Linked DNA regions of Sus scrofa: region 2 is linked to region 1. The links are chromatin contacts, called in public promoter capture Hi-C maps. All regions are on one chromosome and are shown on one strand. The core of a region is the stretch at or near the end of the contact, and the rest is flanking DNA. Distances in the headings are between cores, read along the strand shown. Region 1 holds the start of ATRAID (all-trans retinoic acid-induced differentiation factor). Region 2 holds the start of CENPA (histone H3-like centromeric protein A).

What was found. Promoter capture Hi-C pulls out the DNA fragments that hold promoters and counts their contacts.
Region 2: a promoter capture Hi-C map of fetal skeletal muscle shows a contact between it and region 1, with 5 times the contacts expected there. The contact joins the promoter of CENPA here to the promoter of ATRAID in region 1. A contact is called at or near these places in 1 of 5 promoter capture datasets (fetal skeletal muscle) and 1 of 47 Hi-C or Micro-C datasets (liver).

What each region holds. Positions count from the first base shown.
Region 1 is chr3:111,917,809-111,921,808 of Sscrofa11.1, reverse strand. ATRAID (all-trans retinoic acid-induced differentiation factor) reads left to right here and starts at 2,043. Exons shown (of 8, transcript XM_003125294.4): 1 at 2,043-2,300; 2 at 3,009-3,130. The coding sequence starts at 2,202. SLC5A6 (sodium-dependent multivitamin transporter) reads right to left here and starts at 2,506. Exons shown (of 18, transcript XM_021087700.1): 1 at 2,462-2,506; 2 at 1,300-1,366.
Region 2 is chr3:112,270,053-112,273,984 of Sscrofa11.1, reverse strand. CENPA (histone H3-like centromeric protein A) reads left to right here and starts at 1,347. Exons shown (of 3, transcript XM_013996269.2): 1 at 1,347-1,617. The coding sequence starts at 1,524.

The sequences.
Region 1 (4,000 bases), core at 794-3,293:
CACAGCGTGATACAGAACAAGGGAGAAAAACTGTGCTGTCTGTACCTGTGACAGGTGATCCACCGGGAGTCCCTCCCTCCCTCCTCCCAGAACTGGGACTGCAGCAGTGTTCACTGTCCTCAGTCATTCCTGGCACAAAGTTTAGATTTCAGCTATTCTAGAGACAGATTCATGTAAACCATGTCTTCTGCTCCTGCCCACTAGGAGAAAGATCAGCCTAGCTGGCTTCCCGCTCTCCTACACTGTGTTCTTGGGCAGACATTGCCTGGCTGGCAAGATATGGCTTCACACAGACCAAGCCTGAACTCTGAACCTCTTGGAGCTGATGATGAGAGGAAATCAGAGTTGGCAGCTCTTGGATCACATGTTCTACTCTGAGTCACAAACGTGAGTCCCAAGAACAATGTTCCCAACAGGCCACTCGATTTAACCTAAAGATGCCCTGAGCCTTTGTACATTGCAACACCTGGAGATTTCTCATTCTTTGGCAAGTTTTTACCACTGTGATAAAGGTGATGGAAAGTACCAGAGAGTGAGAGATCTCTGCTGTGGGCAAATAACAACACGTAGAGGGCAAGAGTTAATGATGTGGCTGGGCAGGTGTTTGGAGCAAGGAAGGAAGGTCCCAGGACAGACTGGAAAACAGAAGCACAGAAACGGAGATCCTCCACTGTTGGGGTAAAGCGGCAGGGCTTCCTGAGAATTCTATTTGCATGAGATACAGAGAACACTCTTAGATGGCTGAAGAAAGAGAAGGGAAGCCAAAAGGAAGAGACGGGTTTTTCCACTAAAACTGGCACATAGGGCACAAGAAGCTGCCTGTGGGACCCTTTTAAAAAGTCTAACATACACAGACGAGAAAGAGACTCAATTTTCACCACCTTAACCATGCCCCCCCCCCCCCTGGTCACAAACTGGATGGCTTTGACTCCTACAAAAGGCAAAGGGGCCACTTTGGGACCAACCTTCCTAGGGCTTCAAAATTTGACCTCGTGCCTAGAATTCTTCAAGGTCTGAAAAGCTTTAGGGTCCTCATTAAAATCCTAGTAACTACAAAAGCCTTAGAAAATGTGCCAGCCCTCTGAGAGGAAATCCTTTCAGAAGCTTCCTGACACCTGGGGCTAGGTGGAAGGGAAGCCTGGCTCCTTAAGATAAGCGTTGGTTAGCTTTGATGAACTCCTGATGGCCCTAACCAAAGCCAACACTCAGTCCCTCCCAGCACACGGCTCGCTCTCACTCTCGGTGCCCTTCAGTCAAGGCCCCAGGGCCAACCAGGTACAGCACTCGTCTTACCCTTACCTCCGCCGCCCAGCCAAGGCTAAGAAGGTCCCGTGGTTCTTCCCGAGTTCTGCATCACTCTTTTTTTCTGGCAAACAAAGAAGATGAGGAATTAGGGAAGCATCTCGCCTTCCCCTATCTCCCTGCCAGGGCACCAGACACCGCGTGGTTTCAGGACGGAGGTGAAAAAGCGTGCCTCGGGTGTCCCCAGGCTCCTCTCCTCCCAGGGGGTTTGCCCTTAGCCCTTCGCTCCTCCATCTCCCTTACCCTCTTTACTTTCTAGCTTCTCTCCTCCCCTCCACAGGCGAGGCGGCGGGACCACTACCACCTCGCCCGGGGCACCTCCGATCTTCCCGGGCCACCACGCTCGGGGCCGACTCATCCCGCCCCTTCTCTCCCGCCCCTCCCCTCCCTACGCCACTCTCCTGAGCCTCTATGCTCCGGCCCAGCCCCTTGCGGCCCGCCCTCGTCCCGCCCACCTGCCGGGTCTCCGCAGGAGGGTCCGGGCCGGTCCCGCCGCGCCTGGCCGGGTGACAGCAGGGTCCCGCCCCCTGCCCGCCCCCGCCGCGCCGCCATGTTTACTGAGGGCGGAAGAATCGGCCCCAAGGCGCTGCGGCGACGCGACCTCGGCGTCCAGGCTGGAGGAACGCGGGGCTGAGAGAGCGGTCGTGGGGAGAGCCTTCATGTAACAGGGAAAAGAAGGGGCGGTCTGGCCCCCCAAAGGAGGACGAAGGCCCACAAAGAAGAGCGCTGGCCTCCGCGCGCTACGGCAACCCCCAGCCGGCGGACTGGCCGAGCCGGCTGACTGGCCGGGCCGACGGACCGCTCAACTAGCCACACCCCCGGGAAGGGCCAGAGGCGGTGGGGGCGGGGCCACACGCTCAAGTCTCGCGATCAGCTGAGAAGGACGGAGGGAGCAGAAAATGGCCCGTCCCGGTTTCCGCAGTCCCTCGAGCTTGGTGCCCCGGGCTGCAGCCCTGCTCCTCGTTCTGAGCGTGCCAAGGGCTTTGGCGTTACCCGAGGTACTGAAGCAAATTAGAGGCTGGGTTGAAACAGAGTTGCTCGCCGGCCCTCGGCTCTCCCCTCTTGGCCTCTCCCCTGCCAGCCCGCAGCCCGGATTTCGTCCCTGGGGCCTCCCTAGCGTAACCCAGTCGGCTCCACGGCTCCACGCCGGAGTACTCACGCTGCTGTCTCCCAGCGCCTCCGCGCTGCCGATGTCCAAAGACCTTTGAAATTTGACCTCCTCCCTCCTCAATGTTTGAGTAACTTTTAAGTTTTTCTTTCTACCAACAAGTCCTCTGGTTATTCTGCAAAATCACGACGCACGAACGCCGTATACCCTGCGGTGGCTGGACTGTACGTTCTGTTATGCTTGATGAGATCTTTGTGTACCTGCAGTCCTTTTATACCCGGTCAAATCGCGGCTGGCAGATTGAGAAGTCATTGGAGAGGGCATAATAAATATGTTCCAATAGTAATTCTCAAAGATGAGGTCCTTCCCTGGATGAGATCTGGTACAGAAATTCTCTGGTGCCCTGTTTTGGCACCTGGCTCCAGAAACGCTGTCTTCTAGTAAATCTGACGTAAAGGTAGGACACGTCTATGCCCTGAGTTAGAGGAATTCTAGACTGGCAGTTAATTTTTGGTCCCTGTTTTGTTTTTGTTTTTGTTTTTGTTCTTTTCCCTTGGCTTTTCTTTCTGGAGTCCTAATAGTTTTATCTCTTCTGCAGATATGCATCCAGTGTCCAGGGGATGTGCAAAATTTGTCAGAAGTGGCCCTTTATTGTAAACAGACACCAGAGCTAATGCTGCAAGGCCGCTGCTGCCTGAATGGGAAGGGCACCATCCTGGGGTGAGGAAGGAGAAGACATCTCTGGATATTGGAAAAGAGTTCCCAAACTGGATTCTTCAACGCTTGCCTGATTGGCTTTTAGGATAACTATTGGTACCTATTTTGGAGGCCTCTAAACTATGAGTCTCAGACTTTAAATCTGTTATAGCATTTTTGGCTAAGTAAACTACCCTGTGGCGCTTCCTGGTTGAAATGAGTAAATGTCGTAATATTTGCCTTTTCTTTTTTAAAAGTCTTTATGGCTTTGTTTAAAAAAAAAATTCTTTCTTTATTATCAGCTCTTTGGCTCATTTACTATGTGTCTCCAAGAAATGACTTCTTTGGCCTCCAGGACACTATGTGATATGATTTTGTTCTCTTTCTTATTAATTCCTGTTTGTGTTTAAGGCAAATTCTTCCTCTTGTCTCTTTATGCAGATTAGCTTCTGCGTAGTTTTCCCTATACACTCTTTTTTTTGGGGGGGGGCTCATCTGCGGCATACGTAGGTTCCCAGGCTAGGGATTGAATAGGAGCTGAAGCCACTGGCCCAGGCCACAGCCACAGCAATGCAGAATCTGAGTTGCGTCTGTGACCACCACAGCTCACGGCAATGCTGGATCCTTAACCCATTGAGCAAGGCCAGAGATCAAACCCACATCCTTGTGGATACTAGTTGGGTTTGTTAACTGCTGAGCCATGACAGGAACCCTCCCCATACACGCTTGACAATCCACCCTTTTATTACGGCTTCAACCATTATGCAGGTATCTCCTAAAACTAGATCTCTTTTAGTATCCTTTGATCTCTCTGTTAGCTCCAGGTACATGTGGGTACCATCAATTCCTATTAAACTTTTCCTCTCTTCAGACACAAGATGTCAGATGTCTTGC
Region 2 (3,932 bases), core at 98-2,597, 350 kb before region 1:
CATATTGACCATAATTAAGTGTACAATTCATTGGTATTAAGTACATTCACGTTTGTTGTGCAACCATCACCCATCACTCATCTCCAGGACTTTTTCATCTTCCCAACTGAAACTCTGTACCCATTAAGCATTAATGCCCTTCTCAACCCCTAACAACCACCATCCTATTGTCTGTCTCTATGAATTTGGCTACTCTAGGTATCTCATATAAGCGGAATCATACAGTATTTGTCCTTTTAGTCCTGGTGTATTTCAATTAACGCCTTCAAGATTCATTCATGTTATAATATGTATCAAAATTTATTTTTAAGGCTAAATGATATTCTATTGTATGTATATACCACATTTTATTTATCCATGCACTTGGACATTTCTGGCTATTGTGAGTAACACTGCTATGAGCATTAGTGTACAAATACCCGTTCAAGCCCCTTGCTTTCAATTTTTTTTATTATATACCCAGAAGTAGAATTGCTGGATCAGATGGTAACTCTGTTTAATTTTTTGACCAATCGCCATACTGTTTTCCACTATGGCATAGGCACCATTTTGCATTCCCACCAGCAGTGAACAAGGTTCCATAAAATCACCGACTTGTATGTAACATTTTTCCTGATTACAGTACACATTAACTATGGAACATTTAGAAAGTGCAAAAAAGCAAAGTGTAAAAAATAAAATCTCCTTTGTTCTAACTACCGGTTCTACATGTGACCTCAATGCCTATTATCCCCAACTGGAAGGGAAGGCGTCATTTCCCTGGGATGCTTCTATTGAAATGCTGGGGAGAGTGTAATCCAAGAATAGAGCTGAGGCTCGCCCTGCCTGACCTCAAGATCAGAGCCCCCCGTCACGCCTGTTCCACCACTCTAATCATCAAAAACGTTCATGCAGTTAAGCCGACTTCTGAGTCATATTCTTAAGTGTTCCTGGTCACAGGCGAGCCATGGTTTAGTCACATTCTCCGTAGGTCTGTCTCTTCATCTTTAAAAGCCACTTCAGGATTGATAGAGCAAAACACAAAATGTTTGCGCAAAGCGATTCCTCCAGAGGAACGTATACTACACACGCGTCATCATCAGAATGGAGCTTTCCTTTTTCGGCTAGAAGGCCGGAGAAGACAATCCATCCTAGATGGGGACCTCCCCGCCGCGAGCGGCGGGGCAGGAGCATTTCCCCGTCCTTTTATTTCTCCAAGTCCCCATTGGCCGATTCCTACCGTCTATCTCCCCTGCCCTCACCGTCTCCTCCTATCACCGCCGCCGTTAGCCACTCTGCCTGTGTTCTCATTGGTCCTCCCCGCAGTCGCTCGCGCCAGCAGTGTTCCAGAGGCAGCCACTGGGAGTCGCTGGATTCGGTTTTCAAAACACGCCGGCAGTGAATCAGCGGCGGGGCGGGCAATTTGAACGCTCCAGCCGGGGCACGCGGCCAGGGCTCTCCGGCCCTCCCCTGGACGCCAGCCGCTGCCGCTCGGCCCGGAAGGCCGAGAAGGAGCCGCGGGGCTGCAACCCTGCGCTCCCGCCATGGGCCCGCGCCGCCGGAGACGCAAGCCCGAAACTCCACGGAGGCGCCCCGCGAGCCCGGCTCCCGCCGCCCCCCGGCGGGGCCCCCCCTTAGGTAACCCACTGCGATCACTTTCCTTCCGAGCCGGGGTCCTTGCAGCCTCTTTGTGAGGTGGGCAGGGCCGGGTCCGCGTGCCCACTTCACAGACGGAAAAACCGAGGCTCGCTCGCTGAGCCTGAGATCTAGTCCCAGCCTCTCAACTACCGGTCAGCTGGCCTTCCTCTGCAGGGAGCCAAAGCGGATTGTGCCGTCCAGCCTCTGCTCCGAATTCCAAGGCTGGGAAGGGATTGGGAAAGGCAGTTCCGAGGAGTTCTTGATACTACTACCCATGTATTGAGTGCCGACCATCAACTAGGCATGGTGTTGAACTCTTTACATGAATTAACTCAACTTTATATTGTGCCCATTTTACAGATGAGACAACTGAGGCACAGACAGACATGCGAACTTGAACAAGGTCATACAGCTTGTTCTGGAAGACATGGGATTTTTTTTTTTTTTAATTAGCGTTTGTGCTTTTTTAAATTGCAAAATTATTGACTGCTTTTTGCGATCATTTCAAACAATAATTCTCCTTTTAGAAGGTGCCCTTCCAGGTCTTTGGAGGGTTTTTGGTCTGCTTTGGGTTTTTTCTTTTTTCTTTTTTCCTTCAGTGAGTGGCTCTATTGGGCTTTAACTCAAGGAGTGCTCTCACCTTGTTCCCTTCTGGAGGTGATGTGCGGGGCGGGAGTGGTCTGTGGTCCTCAGTTTCTGTGTTGTGGTCTGGTGCATGGAAGAGCCACAAACAAGAACAGTACATTGTGGTAACAACTGCTTTGCCTGTCTTCTACTACATAGCCAAGAGCTGGGTGAAGAAAACACTATAGGTTATTTATAGATGACGTTGCTGTAGTAAATGGGATTTTTTTTCTTTCCTAAATGCACAGGACCTTTGCATCCAGCTAACTTGCTGCATTCTCTTGTTAATTTTAGTAGTCTTTTAGTTACTTTAGTTGAAATTGTTAAATGGGCTGTTATACCGTTTGCAAATAATGACTTTTGAATCTTTCTTTTCATTTTTATGCATTTTATTTCTTATCGTACTTTAGTGAGGCCCTGAGACTAACGTTGCAATAAGAGCAACGTTTTGGTCGTCTTGGTCTCGTTTGTAATTTTAACAGGATTAGTATTAGGGATCATGTCCGCTGTTGCTTCCAGAGGTAGAAGCATCTTTACACCTCCAGCCCCTGCTTTACTCCCAGCCGATGCTCACCTTGCCTCATGCTTCACTGGGGAAATAGAAGCCTGCAGATCGGATTCCCCTTTATCTTCTCACAGCAGAGAACCTGCGTGTCTTTCTTGCCCTCAAAAGCCCTTTTGAAGAGAATATGTTTGAGCTTTGGGGCATCTTCTGTCGCTTCTGTTACCTTGTCCGCCTGCGCTTGGAGTTAAATTCAGACCCCTTACATTGACATTCTGCAAAGGCGCTCTGCCATTTCTGATCTAAAGAAAAGGGCAGGGGTGTTTCCTTGACCCCACACCCCCGTCTTTGTCATACTCCCCCATTCCTCTGTGGTGCCCTTCCTAGCTACCTACCCTTCTTCAAATAGCCAGGCTTAAGTCTACACACGCGTGTCTGTTTCCCCTCTTCCTAGTCACCCTCCAGCCTCTTCCAGCCTGACTCCCCACAGTCACTACCCCACCTCTAGTGCACTCCAGCTGCTCTTATCGAGGTCACCAGCTACTTTTGCGTCGCCAAATGCATGAGAGATGCCTGTGTCCTTACCCTGTCTCAGAAGCACTGGACACAGTGGGCCATTTATTCCTGGAAACACTCCATCTCCTTGGCTCCAGGAGACACGCTCTGCAGTTTCTACTCCTCGTCGTTTACTGCCTGTGCCACCTCTCTTCTGCAAGTTGACGTTGGACTTCCGGGGTCTCCTCTTCCTTTCTTTCCCCTTCCCAGGTGGGCTCATCCCTCCCGGTGACTAATAGCACTTCATACACTGACGGCTCTCACACTAACAGCTCCAGCCCAGATCTCACCTCTGACCCCGCACACCTGTATCCAACTGCCTTTCTGCCTGAGGCCTCTTGGGCACATCACACCAAACACATCTAAAAGCGAACTTTGGGGAGTGCTCGTATGGCTCAGTAATAAATGAACCCGACTAGTATCCATGAGGATGCAGGTTCAACCCCTGGCCTCACTCAGTGGCTTAAGGGTCTGGCGTTGCCGTGAGCTGTGGTGTAGGTTGCGGATGTGGCTGGGGTTCCATGTGGCTGTGGCTGTGGCCAGCAGCTACAGCTCTGACTTGACCCCTAGCCTGGGCACTTCCATATGCCACAGGTGTGGCCCTAAAAAACGTGAACTTTTGGTTACTCCCCTC